2 separate regions of the Zea mays genome follow, and region 1 is linked to region 2. A link is a contact called in public Hi-C data. All regions are on one chromosome and are shown on one strand. Each heading gives the region's core, a stretch centred on a gene start, on an enhancer-like site or on the middle of the called end of the contact. The rest is flanking DNA. Distances are from core to core; before and after follow the strand shown.

Region 1 (5,778 bases), core at 48-2,547, 220 kb after region 2:
AACAGGCATACAATCGGTACGGTCCTTAATCGACACAGACGGAGACACTACACCCAGACTCCGTTCTGGTGCAAGTCAACCGTCGGGCCTCAAGTTTACTTATGCTATTTCTCAAAACATTTGGCACCTGACAGAGGGGCCATGCCTGGATACTGAATTTCTCACTGCATATGATTCCTTCATTATCCCAAGCCAATTTTCTTTTGGAAATTATGAGTCATAGATCAAATTTTTTTAATCTATCGCATGATGAAGCATCTCTAGCTTTTATAAATCAGGTGACAAGGTATGGTAATCAATTCTTTCAAGGGATGGTAATGCATCAAGTGTTTAATCAATCAACTCCTATCACCTAATGCATCATATAAGTGATAAAATTTTGTAAATACAAGGAGGGTGGCAAATGCACTGGGGCTTGCCTTGGTGAGGAGGAGAGTCGGGTTCTTCTACTAGGATATTATAGTTAGCAGCAAATCCAAATGGGGCACCTTCCGGAGCACCTTCGGTGACAACCTCAGTTGGAGAAGGTTCAGATGAAGGAACAAGCTCCCCTTCTACTTCCACTTCAAATTCTTCTTCAAGGTGCTCTACAAGTCAATTCAAAGTATATGAATGCTCATGTAATGAGATGCTATGCAAACTCTCATTTAAAGAGAGGTGGAAGGCTTACATACTCTGAGTTAAGCATATGACATTTATACTCATGTTTCTGGGTAGTATAATCTTCATCTAAGGGATCATATTAAACTTACTTTAGAAAAATCATAGAATTATTCAAGTTCTAGTTAGTCAATTTACTGTTTAACACTAGGTATGATTCAAGTTTGTTTTAACCCTAAATTAGTACCTAGGTTAAGGTTTTAAATACATATACCTAGCTAGTTTGTGGTTCTCTAGGTAAATCAACACTAAACAGGCTAAGATTTTTAACAGGAGCTATTTTAAAGGTATATAATTTTCCCACTAATTTTCATGGTTTTTGGACCTACGGTTTTATTTCTAAAATTATTTTAATCCTCTTAAAGGTACTTTTAAATAAATAAAAAATCTACTAGTTGCTACAAAAATCCTATAGCTAATTTTTTTACAGGAACTACAGGTTTTCATGGACTCTCAAAAATTTGTTTCACTATGTTATCATTTTTCTACATTTTCTAGTGTAAGCTATTTGTTGTCGGGTAAAAGAAAAAGATAAATGACTTAACAGTGATGGCTGAAACTTATGGGCTCGGCCCCTGCACACAGGGAAAACAGCAGCACACAGGCCGCCAACGATCGTATATGGAGTTTATACTAACATCCCCTCGTAAGATCAGTTAACAGCGCAAAAGTCTGGTGCCCTAGTTTCTTGTTTCACTGACATCTACGCTGAGACCCTCCTCTATTCCTTCATTTGTGAGTCCCGGTCCTCTACCCACCTCCGGTGGTAACCCAGGTCGAGCACCTGGCCATGGCACAAGCGTTCGCCACAGGTGACCTACTGTATTGGAAATAAACATTCCCGCACCAACTTTGGCCTTAGTTGACTAATCCCCTCAACCGGATTGATCTGTGCTGACCCTGAACCCCATCTACATCCGACGACAGGAGGAGCGCAACCTTGGTTAAGCTACGCCCAAGGTCATTTGGCAGTAGCGTTTAATCCGATGCCGCAGCTAGCATCAACAATACATCTAACATGTGATTCTTACACTGATTGACTTGGGGAACACTGGCCTCGCTGGTCGACGCGGACATGCTAGACAACAGCATTCACCAAAGATTCTATACCGTTCTAAGCACTGCACCACGAGAAACTTTAAACGGCCCGGCCAGAGAGCTTTACGAGTACTTAATGGCTATAGAACACAAATAGCGCAAAAGAAATTTACCCTTGAAGCAGCTAACCACGATGAAAGGATGAAAAGGCTCGGCGTGGTCACCACGTCCAAGGCAACCAATGATATAGGACTGGGAAACCCCTGTGATGTTTAGTAGAGAGTTGGAATGGTCATAGAACATCAGTTATTGAGTTTCAAATGACCAGAATCGAAGTAATGGGAGAGAGGCAGGAATGGTTTCAGACCCAATACTCCAAGCAAGACATAGTGTGCACGATGGGTTCACTAGGAGCCGGTTAAAGAGGGCTCTGGAATTCCAACAAAGACAGAGTTATGGCACGTGGTTGCACTACTATCTTTCACCCAGGATCCATGAACAGAGGGACACGGTGTGGTGGTTTAATGTGGCTTTGACAGCAATTCCAATCAGCTGCGTCACCACCTTCAGGATAAGTTTCAGTCTGCCACACCTCCTCCGCTTGGGCGGTAAAATGCCCCACGTAACCCCAAGCACAGCGACTGGTTGAAGCAGATCTTTACTTGCCGAGCTGAGAGGGTAAAAGAATGGGGCTCCATTTACTGACAGCACAACAAACCAACAGCTGAGTCACCAGTTTCTAGATGAGTTCCAGTTCTGCACCGTTTTCCCCCTCGTCTGGACAGTAAAAATATCCCACATGATCACCCCAAAACTCCCTAGAAAAACTAGGGAATGGAAATATTTCTGCTATTGATTTCTTTTTACTCAAGTCTGAACATGTTCAGGTCAATAGTAGGATCAACTTAGCCTTCCTTTTTCTCCTAAGTTTATACAGCACCAGGTTCCCATGGCTTAAAGGAATTTATTCACCTATACGTGATCTCCCATTTTGCCACAAAACTCTCAATTCAAAACCACAGGGATTTGCTGCACAGGAACTCTAAACTGATCATTAACACTGAAATTCAGTCTATGCCAGATACTATTTCCAGTCTGAAAATTCAGACTACACTAACTGCGCTGAACTTCTTCAGTTCGACTGCAGAGCCAGATTCATCTTTCTTTTGCTCCCATTTCTTCATAGGGACAGAGCTACCTCCCCACATCAAACTTGCACACTAATATATGTTGTTCAACTCTGCTTATAAAGATATGGCTTAATACTCCAAGGATTAGTCACAAAATAGCTCCAAAAATTTGGAAAATCACACTGGACCAAAGCTACAGTTGACTGAATAACCTTCAGTCAACGCAGACTGAAAGTCCAACTTTGGACAGCCATTACTTCACTTTTGGTGTGGGATCACGCCCAATATACTTAAAGGCACTTATTCACTAACATATGGTCTTCAAACTTTCTACAAAAACTTCAGTCCAAAACCTTATTGATTAAGCAGAACAAGCTCCCCAAACAGCACTCCCAACACTGATTTAGAATTCAGACACTGCAAAATCTGAAAAATCTAGAAGTCTGATAACCCCTATTTTAAGCAGCTATTGCTCCACTTTTTATGCAGTACCAAGCCAACCTTCCCTAAAGGAACTTGTTCACTGATATACACTCTTCAACTTTGACACAAGGAGTATGGCTCACAACTCTATAGATTAAACTCAAAAGGGTTTCCAAATTGCACCAAAACACACAGTTTCAGGTTCTGGTTTTTCACTAAGTCTGAAATCCAGAACAGCAAATTACATCTTTGGGCCATTGTTTCTCCCAGTTCCATACATCTTTAGGGGCATAACCTTGAACCAAACTTATACACCAACATGTGGTATTCCACTTTGGTACATAAACTTTAACCCATAGCCGTATGTATCAGCCACTAACAGGCCTCCAAGGTTGCTTCAGAATATAAAATCTTCAGTTTCAGAGACTGCACTAAGTCTGAAACTCCACAAGTATTACACCCCATTTTGGACTAGTTTTACACCCAGTTTCACATGGTTTTAGGGACAACTTGTCTAAGCAAATTTGTATCCCTAGTGTAGCTATACAACCTTATTATAATGTCCACCTTCAAACTGTTTATAGATCAAAAGTTATGAGGACCCAAAAACAACTAGTTGATATTATTTTCAGCAAACTTCAAATCTGATTCAAAATTAAATTAAGCATTTTACTCCAACTTTTCCTCTAAAACATGGAGTTTTTCATACATGAAAGTTGTTCAACTCTCCAAACTCTACAACTTTGATATATGGACCCCTAGCAAATTCTCTCTAGATTTAAAATTCCACTTTTGGGCTACTTTAGTGTTTCATTTGAGATTGTTTTCCTCGAGTCAAGTCTCTCATCTTTTGTCCATCACTTAAAAGTAAAGTTGTCCTTTAACTCAAGGCCCAACTTTGATACATAGTTCCCATGGCCAAAGTATTTTTAGCTTAGGAGCGGTTTACTTGCGCTTGATCTCTCATTAACTCTCGAGCTTCTCTAACTCTCAACAAGACAACACACTATCCTTGTTTCGAAATTTTTAGACCTAATAGATGCACTCTAGGTGTATCAAGCAAGATGATGATGATGCGTATGATGTCATGCCAACGTTTTAGTTCTCGTAACAACAGGGGTGTTACACTTTAGGTCTTACAAATAGTGAAATATATATATATATATATATATATATGTTTATTTCTATATATGCTCTACTCTTGTTGCTCGTTGACTTCTTCACCGACTACTTCATCTTCAACTAGCACTTCATGAATTTCAAGTTCGCCAGGTTCAACTTCTACTTCTGCATGATGGGCTTGTCTCGGTTGACAGATAAGGGCTGACTCTTTCTGGTCGAGGTTTGTCCTTGCTTCATTGGAGCCGGTGTAGTGTAGGAAGCCATGTTGGGAAAGTAGTTGGAGTAGTGTCCCGGTTGTCCACACTTAAAGCATGCCCTATTGGTGGTTGTGTTAGAAGCAACGGGTCCTGCTGGGGTGCTTGCTTGCGGAGGAGCAGTTGGTGCCTGTTGAGTTTGCTGCCCGGAACCACCACGAGCTGGTGTACTTAGAGTGGTAGTATAGCGAGGACGGGAACTACTTCCAGCCTGTCCTTGGTTAGCAGCCCTTCTTTTCTCTCCAAACTCGCACCTCTTGTTTTCCACAGCAATAGCTTTGTCAAGTAGTCGTTGAAAGGATGAAAATGTGTGTGATACCAGTTGATATTGTAGGGGTCCAATCAAACCGTCCAGAAAGAGCTCCTGCTTCTTCTCATCATCCCCAACATCCCTAGGAGCATATCGAGATAGCTGGATGAACTTGTCCCTATATTCGCTCACGGACATACTTCCTTGCTTGAGGGATAGAAACTCCTTCCTCTTAATCTTCATTAGTCCTGCAGGAATATGGTAACTCCTAAATTGGGTTGAGAATTCCGCCCAGGTAATTGTGTTGACGGTGGCATGAGCAGCACAATACGCATCCCACCAATCCGCAGCGGGACCAGTAAGACGACCTGACGCGTAGAGCACTTTCTCTCTGTCCGAGCACTGAGCTATGTTGAGCATCTTCTCTATAGACTTTAGCCAGTCATTTGCTTGCAGTGGGTCCGCGGAGTTGGAGAAGGTTGGTGGTTTGTGGCTCATGAATTATCGGTGCTTGTCCCAGGGGTGGAGCTGGTGGTGGGGGTGGAGACGGTGGTGCTTGCTGCTGTTGCCGTTGCGCCCTTCTCTCCTGGCGTATCTCCTCTCGCTCTTGGCGCATCTCCTGGCGTATCTCCTCTCTTTCTTGGCGCATCTCTTGACACTCCTGTTGCATCTGAGCGTGCATGTCTGCCATAGTGTCCGCCATTTGCTGCATTATTCGCATCTAGGCTGAAATAGCTGGATCAGTTTCGGTCGGTGGAGGATTTGGAGGATTCATCCCTTCTTGTTGTTGTGGTTGTCTAAATATCCTCCGACTGTGTCGATTGGGGGGTAGATCAATTCCTCCACTCTTCCTGGTATTGACCATCTGAGTTAGAAGCATATGGTAAGATAGTTTTGCAAG
Region 2 (5,011 bases), core at 1,550-4,049:
GACAAGCTAGTTCAGATGTAGCTAGTTCAGATTAAAGCCATAGGAAGTCAGGAACATGCTGTCCATTGTTAGGGTCACCCGAAACCATAGGTTGACACCGCTCCCCAGTACCGATCAAACACAGACAAACAGTCAGTAGGGCCTCTTGTAATTGTGCTGCTATGTTGTATGCCATGTCAAGAATGAGTATTGGTAAGCATTCAAGAGTTCACTCAAAACTTCAATCGATACAAAACCTAATAACTCAGTATATTAGATGCAGACAGACTTGAACTGCTACATCTGACAGGGCACCACGTCAGGACTCGAAATTACAGCCTCCTTCCTCTTCTACCACCCTTTCTGCGTGTGCTGTCTGTGGGGACTGGAGTAACATCCTCTGTACACAATGAAATCCCAGGTTATGCAAGAGAAATACAACATTCTACCAATACTTCTAGAAACCACGGTAAATTTTGATGCCATAACTTCCCAAAGCAAGATAACTACATTCTTATAAATATTTCTAGCAACCATGGTAAAGTTTCATTTGTCATAAAGCCTTTTTTTCAAACAAGTATATGCACAGTACATTCAACAGTTCATGTATGATATCTAAAATCAGCGAATTTATTTTAACTTGAGGACTACAGTCATGGCTCCCTCTGGGTTTGGTTCAATGATGCCAACAGCCAGTTGGCCAGACTATAGAACAATAGCCAGATAATATTTTAACTTATCCATAGCTGCTCAAGCCGAAGCTTTGTCCCTTGCCAAGCATGGCATGTACAGGTTTACCCATTAGCCCCAAAATACTAGGCAAGACTAAGGCAATACTTAGCTTGGTTCTGCATAATATACAGCAGAAGACATATGGACCTTTTTAAATCTAGCACAGATAAACGAGAGATGCAAAAGGGAAAATTCATATGTCAGCATGCTTACCAATACGGCCTATCTTCATGCCAGATCGAGCAAGAGCTCTAAGAGCAGACTGAGCACCAGGGCCAGGGGTTTTGGTCTTGTTTCCACCAGTAGCACGGAGCTTAATGTGCAATGCAGTAATTCCAAGCTCCTGCAAAGAGAAAATAAGAAACTGAACTAACTTACCGATAACAAATGTAATTTTCCACAGTAAGACAATACCTTGCATCTTTGCGCGACATCCTGTGAGGCAAGCATAGCAGCATAAGGCGAGGACTCATCACGATCAGCTTTAACCTTCATGCCACCTAGACAGTGCAAAAAATTGTCAAATTCTCGTAAAAAGAAAGTCCTGGGTGCTTAGGAAAAAAACTTGCAACTTAAAAGAGTCCGGTAGACAAAACAATACATTAGCTTGAATCTAACTCAAACTGGTATAAAAACAATAAATAGCTGTCTGAAAGCTCATAACAGAACAAATGGCATATTATGTGCATCTATATAAACTAAATCACAACAGGTGACACCGTGACAGGTTGGCTATCTAACAGTAGCCATACGTTCAGCTGTCAGAGCAAATATTCTACAATGACAGCAAATCTGCAGTTAGATATTATTCTCAATTGATTTGATATTTGATACAGCGCCAGATTATAGAAGCCTAAAGTAACTGGTAAAACAAAGTGCAACTGGATTGCACACAACTAAACAAATAAACAGTTGATACAACACAATAAACAGAAATCATGTTCACTTCCATGATATAGGCAACTCCATTCAGTTTACTGATGGTACCCAGCAGGAATGACTCAGTAAAATCAGCGCAAAAAGCAACTGACTAAGACTAAGCAAACACAACAGGATACACATCAGCAAAATGAAGACACCTAAGACAAACAGGAAGAAAGAGGATCCAGAGAAAAACTCTCTGGACACTCATTATCAATCTTGCACAGCTATGACTCGAAACACCCCCAAGTGAATGATGGGAGGCAATCTTAAGGGCTGTGCTTGAGAAAGACAACTAGCCATCAATACCAAACAAAACATTGCATTATAGCATTCCTTCTATTACAAATAAACCAAGCTAGAGCACCAAGTCCATCGAATGTGGTATTAGAGATCATATCCAGGGGAACTATGCAACTGAAAAAAATGAATAAGTGAATGGCAAGCTCGACCAGATAAACTAAGCAGCATATTCATCAATTACAGCTACATCTATTTACAAAGAAAGAACCAGTCAATAACCAATAGCACAAATAAGCATATGCAAAAATAATGTCATCACAATCGAAGAGTAACCTCAGTACCATAGATCAGCTACAGCTACATCTCTTTACAAGGAAAGCGCCTATGATAGTAAATAAGCAAACCAACATTACCATTGTCGTTGCAATGGTAGTCAATACCCAGCAATATCAATGTCATGCAATCAGACAATAATCTCAGTAGCATAGGGACTTGCAAAAGTAACGTGAGACAGTTAAGTACCAGTGATGCGGACGAGCGTCTCCCTTCCAGACAGATCCGTCACATGCTGCAACACCACACAAAAATACACATAAGTTTCGATCTTATCCTTAGCCCAGAATTGGATGGGAATCGAATCGGGGATTGCTGCGTCTTACGATGAAAGTGTCGTTGAAGGAGGCGAAGATGTGCGCAACGCCAAAGACGTGTTCTCCCTCGCGGACAGCGGGGCCAAGCGTCACGTTCTCCTCCTTGGGCTCCCGCGTCTTCTTCCTCCCAGACTGCACAGCATCGGACCATCGGCGCAAAAACAGCAATACAGCGGTCATGACGAGCTCGCTTTGAAATCTGATAGAGGACGCAAAGGTAGAGATGGCAAAGCTACATACCATGGCGGCGCGGAAGAGGGTACGTTAGGTTTGCTAGGGAGGACAGCGGCGGAAGAGGGTACGCTGCCTCTATAAGTAGCAGTTGATCATGCGTGGCCATGGGCCTTTTGGGCCATGCGTGGCCATGGGCCTTTTGTAGATAGTTTTCTAATCATGTCTAGTCAAATTTTTATTTATTCAATAATATTATAGCGACTCTTAAATATTCTATCTTCTTTTTTTCAATAATACTATCTTTATTCTCGAATATTTATTGTCCGCTGTTTATTTTTAAACTAAAATACGACAAATAGAAAATAGAGTACTTGTCGAGTACTTAGGTTGCGGGTACCCGAAATAGGCCCTTTAAAACGTCCCACTCCGCCTACTAACTCTGCAAGACGGACCGGATGACCAACTCTCGGATGACTGAGCACCTAGAGGGGCGTGAATAGGTGATCCTACAAAATTTAACTCAAACCACACAAACTTGTTCTAAAATGTGAGTTAGAAAAAAATGAAAACCAAGTTTGAGAATAGAGAAAAGAGAGATTTTCCTTTCACTTGATTGCTCTATTAAGATTTAATTTAAACTTAGAGCAATATCGCAAGTGAATAATTGGAACGATGAAGAGATAGAAATTACAAAGAAGTAAATGGCACAAGAGACACGACACTTTGTATCTCGTGGTTCCGTCAAGCGTAATATGATTGCCTCCTCCATGTTGTGGCGTCCCAATGGACGAGAATTGCAATCAAACCCCTCTCAATTGATCCAAAGATCAAACTTGAATACCAAGGTTCTTTCTTATGTTTCACAATATCCCGGTTATGAGAAACCTCCACAAGTTAGAGTCTCTCACGCCTTACACAAGTTATCACAATCAAAACAGGAGTAAGGGACAGAATAGAATACACACACAAGAGCACAACGATGCAACAACATGCACAAATGCAAGAAGATAGCGCAACAAAAAAATGGCAGTTCAACAACTCAGAAAATGCGCTTAAATCTCTCTAGAACACTTCGAAGGCGTGGTCACAAAGTCTCTGAGTTGTAGTGTGCTCAAAGTATGCTTGGTGTACTGCTCCATGCGCCTAAGGGTCCCTTTTATAGCCTCAAGGGGCCTAGGAGCCGTTGAAGTCCCATTTGGAAGGCCCTCGTTGCCTTCTATCTGCGGGTGCACCAGACTGTCTGGTGACCTTTCCCAAACATTGCCTGCTGAGGTGACCGGTGCTAATCGCATAGCCGACCGTTGGCATGGGCCAAGATCTATTGCTCGCCTGGTGCACCAGACATGTCCAGTGCATACCGGATGTGACGGAACCTCCCAAGGTATTAGGCCCACCTACAGTTGTCCTTGTCCTAAGGATCTTAGACAATCATGTAGATGCACATAATCACTCGACAAGTTCGGTACTGTATCTTCATCATTTCGCACAAGAGCGCTTCACCCGTCACGCAGATATTACATCACATCGGAGGAAAGAATAAGCGGAAGCAAATTACAATAACTTAATTTATATTCATTCAATTATAGAAAGAGAGTATTATTATTATTGCAATACTAGGGTACTATGAGTGCATAAAGTATTATTATTACAGACCCGGGAGACAAAACACCCTCCCGCATAAAAGTTCATTGTTTTTAAAGTGGGAGGCCAACATCCTCCCGCGACCGACTTCACTGCTGGGGCTCATCCTTGGGTACCACCTTTGAACAAAAACAGCAAAAGTCTGTTGTTTCCTCACCTACAACAACATGGGTTCAAAAATCCTGAGTACGAAGTGTACTTTCGCAAGTCTTACCCGTCAAAAGAAAAGTCTCTCAAGGATATGCTGGCTTGAGGGAGTCAAGGTAAGGCTATTCAAGGTTCAAAGACTCTATTTGCAGAAATGCTTACTAACAGTGGATCCTTAAAATCCAGTTTTATTATCAAGTTGAGTCATTACCTGCAACTAGAGTTCTTTCTACCCTAGTTCAAGCACTTGACCTGCACTAGCCGTCTTTTATCAACCCTTAAGTTTACTGGAATGCTACGTGTAAGTCAGTGACCAAGTCTTCATATTCGAGAAGTAACGGCGATCCGAATCGATTAATACCCAGCTGGGGATCTCCAATCACACGACATATGTAGCATTTAACCCTTGCATATGTCAACTCGCCACTGGGTTTCTTAAGACCAGACCGGGTTCACGCCAACCGAGAGCACAAATACACCACCGTCCAGCCTCTTGCCACGGAGGGTACACGCTACTCTCGCCA

The links. Hi-C and Micro-C count contacts between places; a contact is called where the count stands out from the background.
Region 1: a Hi-C map of leaf shows a contact between it and region 2, with 4 times the contacts expected there. The contact joins the enhancer-like site here to the promoter of LOC100216896 in region 2. A contact is called at or near these places in 3 of 25 Hi-C or Micro-C datasets (ear, leaf and tassel).

What each region holds. Positions count from the first base shown.
Region 1 is chr4:113,427,849-113,433,626 of Zm-B73-REFERENCE-NAM-5.0, forward strand. No RefSeq gene overlaps it. Among protein-coding and RNA genes, the nearest start is that of LOC103653592, 38 kb to the right of the region's middle. Within about 2 kb of position 1,298, at least 5 of the 20 cell types and tissues checked have an H3K27ac peak or open chromatin away from gene starts, as enhancers often do. A contact at or near this core is called in leaf, where this site is marked.
Region 2 is chr4:113,208,659-113,213,669 of Zm-B73-REFERENCE-NAM-5.0, forward strand. It overlaps LOC100216896 (40S ribosomal protein S14), which reads right to left and starts at 2,800. Exons shown (of 6, transcript NM_001143283.1): 1 at 2,766-2,800; 2 at 2,535-2,657; 3 at 2,398-2,443; 4 at 1,126-1,211; 5 at 925-1,054; 6 at 49-379. The coding sequence starts at 2,768. The coding sequence ends at 312.